Regions from separate parts of the Sus scrofa genome. Here region 1 is linked to region 2. The links are chromatin contacts, called in public HiChIP or PLAC-seq maps. All regions are on one chromosome and are shown on one strand. Each heading gives the region's core, a stretch centred on a gene start, on an enhancer-like site or on the middle of the called end of the contact. The rest is flanking DNA. Distances are from core to core; before and after follow the strand shown. Region 1 has its middle 32 kb from the start of DAD1. Region 2 holds the start of AJUBA (LIM domain-containing protein ajuba).

What was found. HiChIP or PLAC-seq counts read pairs in DNA pulled down with a chosen protein or histone mark.
Region 1: an H3K27ac HiChIP or PLAC-seq map of alveolar macrophages shows a contact between it and region 2. The contact joins the enhancer-like site here to the promoter of AJUBA in region 2. A contact is called at or near these places in 3 of 5 promoter capture datasets (fetal liver, fetal skeletal muscle and liver), 4 of 47 Hi-C or Micro-C datasets (embryonic fibroblasts, heart right ventricle, mesenchymal stem cells and 1 more) and 2 of 2 datasets of contacts at active chromatin or transcription factors (alveolar macrophages and skeletal muscle).

Annotation. Positions count from the first base shown.
Region 1 is chr7:76,460,196-76,467,503 of Sscrofa11.1, forward strand. No RefSeq gene overlaps it. Among named protein-coding and RNA genes, the nearest start is that of DAD1, 32 kb to the left of the region's middle. Within about 2 kb of position 2,841, at least 25 of the 83 cell types and tissues checked have an H3K27ac peak or open chromatin away from gene starts, as enhancers often do. A contact at or near this core is called in alveolar macrophages, embryonic fibroblasts and retroperitoneal adipose tissue, where this site is marked.
Region 2 is chr7:76,057,344-76,065,027 of Sscrofa11.1, forward strand. AJUBA (LIM domain-containing protein ajuba) reads left to right here and starts at 5,666. Exons shown (of 8, transcript XM_021099246.1): 1 at 5,666-7,076. The coding sequence starts at 6,041. C7H14orf93 reads left to right here. Exons shown (of 7, transcript XM_021099247.1): 6 at 664-776; 7 at 1,029-4,534. The coding sequence ends at 1,448.

The sequences.
Region 1 (7,308 bases), core at 1,591-4,090, 400 kb after region 2:
GCTCAGTGCCTTTATGGGGTGAGTTTATTTTTATTTTCTGTGCTCTTTTGTGGGGCCGGAAGCCATTTGCCACAAGCACTGTACATGGTCTGTTCCCTGCCATTCTTTGCAGTGACGGAAGCTCGGCCCTCAGCACCTCCTGCCCACACATTTCCTGCGCCCTATCGCATGGAAAGCATCTCTTGTGTTTTCTTCTTTTAGCAGCCAATACCTTTGGCCTCTTTGATCATATCCTTTTCATCTTAGGCTTCAAAACATTTTTGTTATGATAATTGAAAATGCTTGAGGAGGTCAGAGAGGCCTGCTCTCTGGTTTTAGAGGCTCAGCAAACCAGCGCTGGTGGTTGCCAGGGGCTGGGGAGCTTGCCTACGAACTCGGTGTGACCCTGTCCTCACATCTGGACTGGCAGCTCTGAACATTTAAAATTTGAGTGCTATGTAACTTTCTGATGATATTTAATTTAAAAAAATTGAATACAAAAAATAGATTTTTCCTGCATGAGAAAACACAGAACAGGATCTCAAATGAGGGAGTAAGAAAAAAGAAGGAGGACTTTGGAGGAGCTAAAAAAAAAGTATTTTATTTGCTTAGGTTGAATTAATAAGTGGGCTCAAGCTTATGCAAAACTTGTCAGTGGGATGAAAAAAAAGGTGTATTTTCGAAAAAGTACTTTGCCGGACCTGAAGGTGTGTTTATTCAAGGACCTGCTCTGCCACTTAACTGTTGACCTGTGGGCCTCTGGTCTCTAAAAGTTAGCCAATAGTTAGGCACCCAGGCACTGAGCTACGGAGGGCTCGATGTTAAGGAAGAGAAGACACAGGCCTGTGGTCCAGGAGTGAGGAGCTACTGCTGAGTGTCTACCCTGTGTCTGACTTGGTATCATGGGTCCTGTCATTTGCCCTGTCTTCACGTCTCCTGTCACCCCAGGAGGAGGGAGGTCATGGTCTCCTTTTCTAGATGAGGAAATGGAAACTCAGACCGCAGGTGTTAGGGTTCGAGTCTTATTTCTGTCTGATTCCAAAGCATTTGGGTTAGGCTTTGAATGAGAAAAATGGTAGAATAAACATGGGGATAATAATACTTCACACTGTTGTCCCAACAAAATGGACGTGAAAGTACCTTGTTAATGGAACTGCTCTACAAATATACTGGTACCCTCAGAGCTGTTGCCAGAAACTCGGAGAACTGTCTACATGTATTGCTTTTCTCCCTCAGCTGCATGGCCAGTTTTCTTGGCTCTCAGCTAAAGGACTGTGGTGAGCACTATCAGGTCTTCCTTTTTCCCCAGAGAGAGAGAGATCCTGAGGGATCCTGAGACACCCTGGGGTCTGCTATTCAGACCTGCTCTGCCTTTTTTTTTTTTTTTTTTTTTTTTTTTTACGTTTTACTGAAGTACAGTTTTTTATTTTATTTATTTATTTATTGTCTTTTTAGGGCCTCACCCGTGGCAAGTGGAAGTTCCCAGGCTAGGGGTCAAATCAGAGCTGTAGCTGTAGGCCTATGCCACAGCCACAGCAATGTGGGATCCGAGCCATGTCTGCAACCTACACCACAGCTCATGGCAATGCCAGATCCTTAACCCACTGAGTGAGGCCAGGGATCAAACTTGCGTCCTCATGATTGCTAGTCAGATTCGTTTTCCACAGAGCCACAACAGCAACTCTCTGTGGCTGATTTATAATGTTGTGTTAATTTCTACTGTATGGCAAAGTGAGTCAGTTATACATATACACACATCCATTCTTTTCCAGATTGCTTTCCCCATATTGATTATCAGAATATTAGGCAGAGTTCCCTGTGCTACGCAGCAATTCTAATCATTCCATGTGTCACAGCGTGCATGTGCCAGTCCCAAGCCCCCAGGCCATCCCACCCACCACCTGTCCCCTTTGGTAGCCATAAATCTGTCTTAAAATCTTTGAATCTTTCTGTTCTGCAAATAAGTTCATTGGTGTCTTTTTTTTTTTTTTTTTTAAGATTTCACATATAAGTGATCTGATGTTTGCCTTTGACTAACTTCACTTAGTATGATAATCTCTAGGTCTATCTGTGTTACTCTGTCTTTAAATTCCAGGAATGAACAACTTTGTTTTTTAACGTTTTATTGTTGAAAATTTCACACACACACATGCATGTCAGTAGAGAAACGGGCGGATACTCAATATTCAGCTTCAACAATTATCAACGTTTTACCCCAATCTAGTTACATGGTATTAATAAGAGACATCTGGTGGGGAAGTGTCTTCCTACTGCTGCATTGTTGAGCTTAAAGTTTGAGTGCCTACTCTCCCAGGTCCTAGAGGAGCAGAGGTGATCAGACAAAGTCACCTCCCTTTCTGAGCCTTTTGTTTTAGTTGGGAAGAGAGCCAAATGAGCACATAAAAAGAATTGTGTTGTTACAAGTGGGGTCAAGGAAATAAACTATGAAGTGATCGCAAGTGGGGATGGGGAGGAGGCTTCTTTTGTTTGTTTGTTTTGCTTTTTAGGGCCACACGCAAAGCATATGGAGTTCCCAGGCTAGGGGTCAAATTGGAGCTACAGCTGCCGGCCCATACCACAGCCACAGCAATGTGGGATTCGAGCCATGTCTGTGACCTACACCACAGCTCACGGCAACGTTGGAGTCCCGACCCATTGAGCGAGGCCAGGGATTGAACCTGTGTCCTCATGGATACTAGCTGGATTCGTTTCCACTGCACCACAGCGGGAACTCCGAGGGAAGGAGGCTTCTAACACACCTTGGCAGGGAAAGACCTTTCAGGGACCAGAGTGTATCTAGACATTACTTCCGTAACTCACCGCCATGTGATTGAGTAGCAGGAGTTTGCTTGTGCAGAAAGTATTGCCTCAGGCGATGACTAACATCGACAACATTTACTAAGGGAGTGTCTCCTTAAGCGGACAGGGCTCTGTTTTGCCATTTTACTCTAATCTTAAAGGGCCATCAAGGAGGGACAGAGTCACAGAAGAGGGAAGGGACATCCAAACAGAATGTAAGAAAGCAGTCTTGGGGGCTGGGGGCATTCCTGAGACCCTCATCCGTTCCTGCTCCTTCCTTTATGGTGGCTGCATCTGGGGCCACCTGGGACTTGGGAGTCCACGAGGCTTGGGGGAAAGCCTGAGTTGCCCAGTCTAGTGCTGATGAGGGCCTAGTTCACTGTGATGGCAAGTAAGCCACTTCACCTGTTTCCCCATATGTGAAAGGGGGAGAGAACCTCTGCCTCCTGCTTAGCTTTCCTGTGATTGTGTTTGCTTTGGTTTTGTACAGACATGCCAAATTCTTCATAAAGATTCCAGATAGGGATGTCGCCCCACCCATGCCTCTTGGTAAATCACTGGAATAACTTGGGTTGGCAAGGAGAAGCAAGGACGCCCTAGAGTTAGCTAAAAATAGTGTCTTGCCGTCTCCACTGGAAAGAAGTCCTTGTGCGTGTTAACCCCGTTTCCTCCCATCCAGGCTGAAAGCTTGAAGTGGAGACCACTTACTGACCACTCTCTGAACCACATCTACTTCAATGCGCTTAGGTCCTGCCAAGCTTGTCTCACGTTTATATGCTCTTCCTTTAATAGTTTCTTTTTTTTTCCTTGGCTGAATTTTGTGTGGGTGGTTCAGGGAAAGGGTAGACAAGCGCCCTTTCTGCTTTTCAGTGGGATTTTTGAAAGAATTTGAAAATGAGAGGGCTCTCTTTCCTGGATCCTATTGCTTCTGGAATGGGAGCACGCCCGCATTTCTGAAGCAAACATGAATGGGCTGCCCTCTTCCCAAAAGTGGTGAGCCCCCTGGAACCATGTCGGGTGTTCTGACCTGAGAAGCTGGCTGTCCATGGAAGCTGCCCGCAGAGGGTGGTCTGCCTTCCTGCTTTCAGACCTTGTGTTCTGCCAAGGCTCAAAGGGGGCCATTTTGAAGGCAGAGAGCCCCCCAGAGGGTAGGAAGGGAGAAAGAAAGCGCAAGTTCAGGGATGTTGCAGTGAGAGGAGTCTGGGTGGCTTGGAGTTGACTTTTGTCCGATTACAGCCTTGCCAATGTCTCCTGGTTCTGTAATTTCCCCTCCATCAAGCTCTTTCAGAAGCTGGAAGCTGTGGAGGGGCAACAAAATGCACACGATGGTGTAACCAGAAGCCCCTGACGCCATAATGAAGGGAGAAGTGGCCATTCACTATGTGCAACAGTGATGCACTGGTGGGGCCGGGACCCCTAAGCTCACCTGGGTGCTGGCCTAGTGAGGCAGCGGCCCCACTTTATCTCAGCATGTGGTCCAGCCTGACCCAGCCCCGCTGACCCGCAGGATCTCTGGTTCATCTTTCTGGGCATTCCCTTATATTTGCATTTGAGATTACTGAGCTGAAACTACGTGTGTGTTAATGGGAGCAGTATTTTATTGAGATGTAATTTACATATGCTGAAATGCACAAACTTTAGGCATGCAGTTGGACTCGTTTTGACATGTGTATACACCTGTGTCCATCACCCAAATCAAGATGCAGAACGTTTCTACCACTTGGAAGGTTCCCTCTTGCCCTTTCCAGTCAGTCCTACCCCAGAGGCATCCACTGTTCCATTTCCATCACTGGTGATTAGTTTTGCCTGTTCTTGCCCTTCATCTGTGTGGAGTCATATAGTTGTACAGCGGCTGAGTCCCTGGAGCCTGGCCTGCGTCTGATGCTTGGCATGTATGCACTGTGAGAGGAGCCTTGGATCTTAAACTACCTGGTGAGAGAGCACTGACCGCCATGGGGAAACATGCTGTGGGTAGTGAGTTGCCCCCAGGGCGCAAGATTGGGGGCAGAGTGGATTCTGGCCACCAGCCCAGGCTCCTGGATTCTGAATCCAAATCTCTCACCAGGATCCCAGGGGGCTCATGCAGCCCCTCCCTGGGGACTCCCTTCCAGGGCTATGTATGGGGGAGCCCGGTGATCCTGGACAGGTAGTGCCCCCTGCTGTCTGCGGGGCAGACCCTGCACTCTCTCCTCCTTGGGATGTGACAGGATCACGTGGGCCAGAGACCAGTGCAGTAATAGTCTAATTAAAGGTAGGGGATCGGCTTCTGGAATGAGGTCTCTTTCCTTTTATTTTCCTCTGAAAAAGGTTTTTCCAAGCGACAGGGGCTTTCCTTTCTCAAAATAAACAGATTAAGTAAGAAGAGGCCTCTTTGGTGGAGCGCTGCTGCCCCCACGTGGGTGATTGGGGACACTACCATAGAGCAGGACTCCAAAGCCCGGCGTTGTTGGGGGTCTCAGGTTCCGGTCCTCTTTCTGGGGTTCCCCATCTCCTGGCCGCCTGAATTCTGGTGTCCTTGGTATCTGAGAGGCAGCTGTCCATCAGGGCTATTACCCAGGACTTCAACCTGGACCTGGGGTGTAGTTCTTCACTGGAGAACCAGCCCCAGCAGCTGTGGATGGACAGATATGGCCCCTGGGGAGGATGGGCTGGAGCTAAGCCTCGAGGACCTGGCCTGTATTAAGCAAGAGTTTAATCAAGGGCGATCAAGATTTGATCTTAGGGCTTGCTAGGGCGGCGGGTCTGGGATGGGGGTGCGTCTCTTCAGTGGGGTGTGCAGCACCTCCCCAGCCTGCTCGTGGGTCTCCAGGGCCCCACCAGCCCCTCCCAGCTCCTCCCAGCTCGACGCCTTCCTGTCGCACCTGCGGTCTGGGTGGTGTAACGGCCCAGCCCTCTGGCCCCGGCACGTGGCCTGAGGCGATGCTATCTCTAAGTCGGTATTTTTAACTTTTTTTTCCAGAGGATGTGGCTTCTGTGGGAGAGCTTCAAAGGGTGCCCCATTTGCCCCTCGCGGCCGCCATGACGTCATGGAAATGGGAGGGGCCGTCCCAAGCCCCCAAACACCTGCACGGAAGTGGGAGACTTTTTCCACTTCCTGTCCTACTTCTGGCTACTGACTCAATGTCTGACCTGCTTATTAATTTCAAAATATAGCACTCCCAGTAATACTCAGAGGAAACCTTACTCATGTGTGTCTGGGTGAACAGAGGCCTGAATCCCAGGTGGCCTTACCCAGAGGCAGACACTGGCCGTCGCCTTGGCTACACAGTGTACTTATTAAAGAGGAGCAGCACCCAGTCTCCACGTGGCTTGCTCCCTGCCCCCAGACCCACCCCTTCAGTCCCAAGCTGTCCTTCCTACACATTGCTCCCAGAGGTAGATTGGAGGAGTTTTAAGATGGGACACGTGGGAGTTCCCTTGTGGCCAGCTGGTCAAGGATCTGGTGTTTTCACTACAGTGGCTCTGGTCGCTGCTGTGGTATGGGTTTGATCCCTGGCTTGGAAACTTCCACATGCCCCTGGGCACGGCCAAGATACCAAAGATAGGACACTTGGAGAAAGTGAGATGAACGGTAATGGGACCTTCAGCCCTGGACCTTGGTATGTTCTCTCAGTACCCAGGACATTGACTCCTGAAGCCCTGTGTGTTTTCTCAGAGTAACCATCCTCCAGCTTTTGCTCTTCCTGATGGTTCTTGACCGTTTACTCTTAGCTCTTGGCTAAATCATAAAACTGTGCTCACTGGGCCACCATGCTTATTCATCCCCACTTTCCGTTCTGTAATGTTCTCTTACTTTCTCGCCACAGATATACAGCTTGGCTGCCTCCCCAGTGCCTGATGGCACTAATCACTTATTTGTTCACTTGCCAATTAAGTGTATGTGAAGCATCAGTTGTATGGCAGGCACTCTGCTAGGTGTCAAAGACACACAGATGGACAAGATACACGTCCCATCTCAAGGAGCGCACAGCTGATTTTCTTGCCGAGATGTTACTTGATAAGGTGATAACTGTTAAAGGATTTTACGTGTGACCCCAGGGGAGTTGGACTTTATGGACAAAGGAAGAAAATAAACAATCCTTTAAGACTCAGATGGCTCCTCTCCAGTGGTGGGTCATGGCAGAGGGCTTGCTCTGTTGGAAATGAATATTCCACTTAAGTGTGTCTGAAGCACATACTGGCTTGGCCTGTCCTTCTCTTAACTGGACTGTGGGTCCAGTAGTACTCAGAGGTCAGGTCTCTGCGTGATGTGTCAGAGAGTCCTTTAGAATCTTAGGCCTGAGGTCATAAAAGGCATTTGGTCCATTCTGCCTACAGGGTTGGCTGGTGCATAAGCCTTTTGGGGCAGTAGAGTGTCTATCCAGAGAAATGGGTTTTATAGCTGGCCTTGGTGATACATTCTACCTGGGAGTGGCATGGCTTTCTGTCCTTGAGGCTGGCCCCTACTCATGGGGACTGGGGTTCTTTAGGACTGGGCCTTCTCAAGGACTTGATGACCCTGTCTCCAGTTTTCCTCAGCAGCCTGAACAA
Region 2 (7,684 bases), core at 4,416-6,915:
GTGGCCAAAGGAAAAAAAAAAAAAAGAAGGAAAGAAAGAAAAAGAGAAAAGAAAAGAAAGCTTCTGCTGAAAAAGAACTTGTAATTTGCTGTTAGCCAAGTAGAATGGGGGTAGGTTTAACTGCAGGTGGGGGAAGGGAGTTACTGAAGCATTGGGGTTGTCTTTTTCTAGTGGGAGGAGTTTGTGTTGGAGATGGAGGGGATAGAGAGAGCTAAACCTGAGAGGAATGAATGGATGCCGAGAAACCCATCTTCTAAAAGGTGGTTCTCAGAGTTCCCGTCGTGGCTTAGCAGTAGCGAACCTGACTAGGATCCATGAGGATGTGGGTTCAATCCCTAACCTCACTCAGTGGGTTACGGATCTGGCGTTGCTGTGAGCTGTGGTGTAGGTCACAGATACGGCTTGGATCTGGCGTTCCTGTGGCTATAGTTTAGGCCAACAGCTGCAGCTCCAGATTTGACTCCTAGCCTGGGAACTTCCATATGCTGTGGGTATAGCCCTTAAAAAAAGTAAACAAAACAAAACAAACAAAAAAACCCTACGAAAAACAAAAGGTGGTTCTCACCCCCTCCACCCAGTAGTGTTAGAGCAAAAACAAACAAGCAAGCAAAACCACAGCTGAGGACCTTGCTTTCCACTGCCTCCCTTCTCCCTCCCCACTAGGAGCCTGTGTCGCTTACTTCCTTACTAAGAGGCGTGAGTACCGCAACTCCTTGAACCCCTTTAAAGGCCTGAAAGAAAAAGAGGAGAAGAAACTTCGAAGTCGTAGATACCGGGTAGGTTTCTATTCTTTTCCTTTCAAGATACTGAACTCTAAACCCTAATGAGCCACAGTGGGAAGGGCCAGAGGACGTAGCATCTAAGAGCAGGGTTGAGATCCAGGAATAGAGTGGAGGAGGAGAGGAGCCAGTTCTAGGATGTGACCCAGGTTCTCTTGGGCACAGATTTTTACACAGCCTTCCTCCTACCCGAATCCCTTCCCCAAACCTGTCTCCCTTGCTAATCTCTGTCCTGGGCTCCTACCTCAGCTTTTCGCCAACCGATCCAGCATCATGAGGCATTTTGGCCCTGAGGACCAGCGCCTGTGGAAGGATGTGACGGAGGAGCTGATGTCTGATGAAGAGGACAGTCTTAATGAGCCAGGTGTCTGGGTGGCCCGGCCTCCCCGTTTCCGGGCCCAGCGCCTCACGCAGCTCTGCTACCACCTGGACGCCAACTCGAAGCATGGCACCAAAGCCAACCGCGTGTATGGGCCTCCCTCGGACCGCTTACCTTCTGCAGAGGCCCAGCTCCTTCCACCAGAACTTTACAATCCTAATTTCCAAGATGAGGAGGATGAGGGAGGTGATGAAAATGGACCTGTCTCCCCATCTTTTGACCAACCCCACAAAACCTGCTGTCCTGACTTGAACTCATTCATTGAAATCAAGGTGGAAAAGGATGAGTGAAATCTGTACCCAAGACTAACTCTGGCATCTGCCTCTCCCCTGTCCCTGAAACAGGTGGCCACAGGGCATCCCAGAATAATGAGATGTGTTCAGCAGTCTGAGAAAGCAAACCTGCCTCTCTTCTTAACACGGTCTCCACTGGAAGTGGAAGCTGGCAGCTCTGTTGGGATAAAAGGATTTATCTCCAAGGGGGGGAAATTCCCCCCACTGTGAATGGCAAGCCAGAAAATGCTTATTCCTAAGCATGAACAGTGCCTCGGACGAGCCTGGGATGAGAAAAGGAGAAGGATGGGTGGGTCAAAGAAACATAAGGCCTTCTTGACATATGTACCCTGATCTCAGTTGGTTCCCTCCTCCCCAGTTTCACTCAAAGCCCTGGGAAAGCAGCCCTGGTCACACCTTCTATGGCCCAACTGCTGGTCTTGTTCTGCAGTGGCAGCCGCACAGGACCAGGTCAGGGTCATACTGCCACCTGGTGGACAACTTCAGTCATGGGCTTGATTTTTCTGAGCAGAACACAGGCTGCATCCCTATTTGGGAATTGGGATCTAGGTGTAATAGCTATTGTTTATTGAATTATATAAGGAAGCTTTTATTATTCCCATCTTACACATGAGAAAATTAAGACTTAAAGAGGTCCCCCATCTCACCAACAGCTGCTTTTCCACCATGTGGCTAAGCAGTATACATGGCTTGGTAGCTATTTTTTAGTCCTGTCAGCCAAGCTGTATTTTGAAGAAGTGGTGTGTGTGTGTGTGTGTGTGTGCGCGCGCGCACACAAGAGTGCACATGCAGAATGCACACACATTCACATACGAAATGTGTGCATTTTAGGTGGATTGAGAAGTAAACCAGCTTTCTATTACTTCTACTTACTAGGGGTCTGACGGTACCATCTAGGAGCTCTGGACATACTGTTGATCGGGTTAGATGTTGATCAGAAGTTTTACTGTCTAGTCAGGAAGCCAGGCATTTAAAAAGGCAATAAAGTGAAAATTGTGACAGGGTGATGGGGGAGTGTAGGGTGCCATGGCTCTGTATTGCAGGGGTAGCTAACCTGCTCTGGTGGTCTGGGAAGGCTTCTCAGAGAGAGCGGTACTTAAATTGATACCTGGGAGTTCCCATCATGGCTCAACGGAAACGAATCTGACTAGTATCCATGAGGGCGCAGGTTCGATCCCTGGCCTCACTCAAGTGGGTTAAGGATCCAGTGCTGCCATGAGCTGTGGTATAGGCTGCAGACACAGCTTGGATCTGGCATTGCTGTGGCTGTGACATAGGCCAGTGGTTACAGCTCTGATTTGACATCTATCCTGGGAACCTCCATATGCCCTGGGTGCAGCCCTAAAAAGAAAAAAAAAGGAATTTCCGTCATGGCCTAGCAGTTAACAAACCCAACTAGCATCCATGACGATGTGGGTTCAGTCCCTGGCCTCGCATAGTGGGTTAAGGATCTGGCGTTGCCATGTAGCTTGGATCTGGCGTTGCTGTGGCTGTGGTATAGGCCAGCGGCTACAGCTCCAGTTGGACCCCTAGCCTGGGAACCTCCATATGCAGAGGGTGAAGCCCTAAAAAAAACAAAAAAAAATTTAATTGATACCTAAAGTGGTATTTAAACCAGAAGGGAAGGAGAGGCCAAGAGAGTTTTCCAAACCTAGGGAACTGCAGGTACAAAAGTCCACAGGCAAGAGGGAGCACAGACAAGGTGCAATTCTACTGCAGAGCTGTTTGGGGAGGTGTGTGTGTGGGGGGGGGTGATGCTGAGAGAAGAGACTGGAGAGGTAGAGAGACCCTGTGAAATACTTTAAAAGTATAGACTCTAATTCAAGGGCAGTGAGCAATCACTGATAGGTTTTAAACAGGGAAATATGATCCTCAGGGTATGAGATGGATGGGAGGGAGAAAGCTTCAGCAGGGAGACTTTTGCAGTGGTCCAGGAGAGAAGAGATGGTGGTGTGTGTGTGTGTGCGTGTGTGCGTGTGTGCGTGCGTGCGTGCGTGCGTGCATGTGTGTGTGTGTGTGTGTGTGTGTGTATGTGTAGTGATGTTGATGAGGGAAGGACAGATTTGAAAGATAATTTGGAAGCAGAATTGACAAGACTTGGTGATAGGCCTTGGTGATAGGATTTGAGGTTAAGGGAGGGGGACATAAGGTCAATATTCAGATTTCTGGCTTAAGTAGCTAAGTGGTTAATGGCGCCATTTGCTCAGGAAATGCTGGAGGAGCCAGTTTTGGGAGGCAGGGAAGGTGAGGTCAGTTTAGGGTGTTGTGTACCTTTGAGACAACCAAGTAGAGGTGCTAGTCGTCAGCTGAGTTTTTAAGTCCAAGAGAGTCTAGGCTAGAGATACGGACTGAGGAGTCATCTGTGTATATAGAGCCTAAAGTCCTGGGGAGGGAGAATAGGGCCTGTGGAGCTCCTGGCTCTAGTTCAGCCTATAGAGTGGTTACCCCGAGGTCATGAGCACTGCTGGCACCTGCCCTATCAGAGTGTCCCCCTTTCACTTGTGTCTGCTTCCTGTCATCCCCTGAACACCCAAGTTCTTGATCCCAACTGTGCCTACTACTGCCACTACCAGCTCCCGGATGGGCCTCCTTTAATGGCATCTCAACTTTTCATAAGATTTACTCTCCCATTCTAACGCCAAAGGAGCAAAGCTCCCAAATGTTAGAAAATGTAGGTAATTGGAAGGAAGCATCCAGGTTCTCCTTCCCCATGGGGAGACAGGAAAGGAGGGAGAAGCTTATGGCTGATTCTGAAGATGGCACGCAACAGCAGGTTCTGGATGCAACCTGAGAGCTCCCCTGGGTTACTAATGCTTTCAGTCCTCCTTGCTTCCACCCTAAGAGTAAACTCTCCTCTGGATCAGAGAGATGCTGTAGCCCTGACCAGGGAAAGAGGCTGATTCTCAGGAGAGATGAGGGCAGGGAGACAATGCAGCTAGGGCAGAGAAGCCAAACAGTTTGTGCCAAATTAATTTCCCCAAAGATATTAACCTCCTTTCCTTCCCCTTTCCCTAAGGCCACACTAAGATTGTAAAAGGTGTTCAGAATGTTGAAGTGAAAATAATATGCATGATTTGTTTGCATATAATTTTCATACTAATTTACTATCCAAATGCAAAGGAGTTATTTTCCCTCTCCATTTTCCCCCACACCCTACCCCATGCCCCTGATGTGCTGGTCTGGGCAAAATCCATTGGCTGATATTTAATCAGGTATGTTCAGCTTCAGCCAGGGCTTCCTCTTTTCCTTATTCTTGAGCCTCCTAGTATGGCCAGGATTGGCCTCTTTTGCTTTTCCACCTTGATCATTTTCACTTGCTATCTCTTCTAAAGAACATATTTTTTCTTCCGCTTAAGTTGATACTTACTCTTTATCACCAATCTCCTGTGGGCCAACCAAGGGCGAGGCCTTTGCTACCCCTAAAAACCAGGCCTTCTATCCCCAGTCACCAGAAATAGTTGCTAAAAATCTCATTTCCCAACACCAGGGGGTGTCTATCGATCCCTCTATCAGCCCTACCCTGAAGGTAGAGATTAGTCCCAAGCCTTTTTCTCTCTCCTTTCACACACACACTCTAAAACTCCCTCCCTCCAACTGCAGAGTTTTGGATTCAGAAAGTTGTCTTTGCATTGCAGCTTATCTGTTTGTCTCTCATTCTCTCTGGATTCGCACAAATTTGTCTTTTTCTTGGCCTATTCAGCCTTCGGTCTCTGCAACACCCGCGATCGATCCCCTTTGGTCTGCTCTCTTTCTTTCCATACCTGTCTTCCACAACCTCTCTATAAGGGCTTCCTCGCTCTGAACCTCTCTGTGTATCTACATTTCTTTTCTCTCCCTGTCTCACTATTTCTGTATCAGTCCCTCCTCATCTCTCCAGCAGTCCTCATACTAGGAACAAAGTCACGGTGTTTGCGCAGAACAAGCCTCGCGTCGCCGGGTCCCGGGCCGCGACATTCCACGGTGCCCCTCCGCGCATTCCAACTACAAACAAAGAGTTCCCCTCCCCTCCCCCACTTTTTCCTGTCCCAATTCTTGAGTGGTGTAGTAGCTATTGCCCAAACTGCCCCTCGCCCTTTTTTAGCCGTCAGTCGGCGGATCTCCAGTTCCAGGACAGTTGGCACCAGCACCCGCTCTCCCCTCCTCCGGCGCACCAGATTCCTGCGCCGACACCCCTGTTTCTTTCGCACTCAGCGCCCCGCCCCTCCAGGAAAGTAGATCCGGCCAGGCAGACAAAAGTTTGGGAGAGAAGTTGGGTCCGTGCTGAGTGTGAGAGCGAGGGGGGCGGGGGCCGGGGAGAGTGGGGCTGCCGGGTGAGTCGGCTCGTGAACAGATAGACCTGCGGAAGGCACAGCCACGGCCGTCGGCCCTTCTAGCCTTGCTTAACCCCTGATGCGCGGGGGGACGCAACCCCTGTCGCTGGGGGATGCTGCGGGATTCTTGGCGCGGGGCATCCAGGCCACCCGCTAAATCCCGGTGCCTATCCTGTGCCCCCGGGGAACCCGAGTCCAGCCGCAGGGAGAGAGAAGCGGCCACCGAGACGCTGCAGGGTGCCGGGCGGGGAGGGGGCTGGAGTCCCCAGGCCCGAGGGCATGGAGCGATTAGGGGAGAAAGCCAGTCGCCTGCTAGAGAAGTTAAGACTCTCGGACTCCGGCAGCGCCAAGTTCGGCCGCAGAAAGGGTGAATCTAGCCGGTCTGGGTCTGATGGGACCCCCGGGCCGGGAAAGGGGCGTCAGAGCGGATTAGGGGGACCTAGGAAATCAGGGCCCCGTGGAGCTACTGGGGGACTTGGGGATGAGCCGTTGGAGCCAGCCCGGGAGCAAGGCCCCCTGGATGCTGAGCGGAACCCCCGCGGCTCCTTTGAGGCGCAGCGCTACGAAGCCTCCTTTCCCGGGGTGCCACCTCCCACCCGGGCCTTGCCTCTACCTCAGTCATTGCCCCCTGACTTTCGGCTGGAGACCACGGCCCCAGCCCTAAGCCCCCGCTCCAGTTTTGCCAGTAGCTCAGCCAGCGACGCGAGCAAGCCGTCCAGCCCCCGGGGCAGTCTGCTGCTGGACGGGGCGGGGGCTGGTGGAGCCGGAGGTAGCCGACCCTGCAGCAATCGTACCAGCGGCATCAGCATGGGCTATGACCAGCGCCACGGCAGTCCTCTGCCTGCCGGGCCTTGCCTGTTTGGCCCACCCCTGGCTGGGGTTCCGGCAGGCTATTCCTCCGGAGGGGTGCCGTCCGCCTACCCCGAGCTCCACGCTGCCCTGGACCGACTGTGCGCTCATCGGCCGGCCGGATTCGGCTGCCAGGAAAGCCGCCACTCATATCCCCCGGCCCTGGGCAGCCCGGGAGCTCTTGCCGGAGCTGGAGTAGGAGCGGCTGGGCCCTTGGAGAGACGAGGGGCGCAACCCGGACGACACTCGGTGACTGGCTACGGGGACTGCGCCGCTGGCGCCCGATACCAGGATGAGCTAACAGCGTTGCTGCGCCTGACAGGGGGCACAGGTGGGCGAGAAGCCGGCGCCCGCGGGGAACCCTCGGGAATTGAGCCGTCGGGTCTTGAGGAGCCGCCGGGTGCGTTCGTTCAGGAGGCTGCCCGGACCCGGATACGGGAGCCGGAGTCCAGAGAAGACTACTTTGGTGAGTGAGAGAAGTGGTGAGGGACGGGGAGGGACCCGTCACCGCATTTGGTTCCCCTCTGCCCCGACGGCCAAAACTGCCTGCGCCAGGAGGTCGGAGGCAGAGACTCAGGGCTAGGAAAGAGGCAAGAGAAGAATTCCCTTCCCACTGGGTTTCAGATGGACCACAGGCACCCTATTCCTGCTAAATTCACCCCCTCCCTGTGTGATCTCCAGTTCCTCAAGCTTTAGAGCCTGGGTTTTTCTCGGTAGGAGGCCTCGTAGGGAGGGGACCAAGTGGGGCCGTGAGAGCATCCCCCATCTTGCTACCCCCTCGGCGGTGGTGCCCCTGCAGGCTCCTGCGCGCCGCGCCCCCACCCGGGCCCAGGCTCCGCCCGCAGGAATTCGGGGAATGCGCGGGTGGGGGGCGGGGCGGGCGGGCAGCGTGCGTGCCGGCTCCTGCCCGGGCGCTCCAGGTGCCCGCGGGCGGGGCCGGTCGCGCGGCGCAGGGCGGAGGTGAGGTGCAGGGGGTGGGGGAGCTGCCTCCTAACACGCGCGGAGCTGTGGCTGCCGCGGTCGGGGATATGGAGCCCGAGGAAAGAATGAAAGCCCTGGGACGAAAAGCAGGGA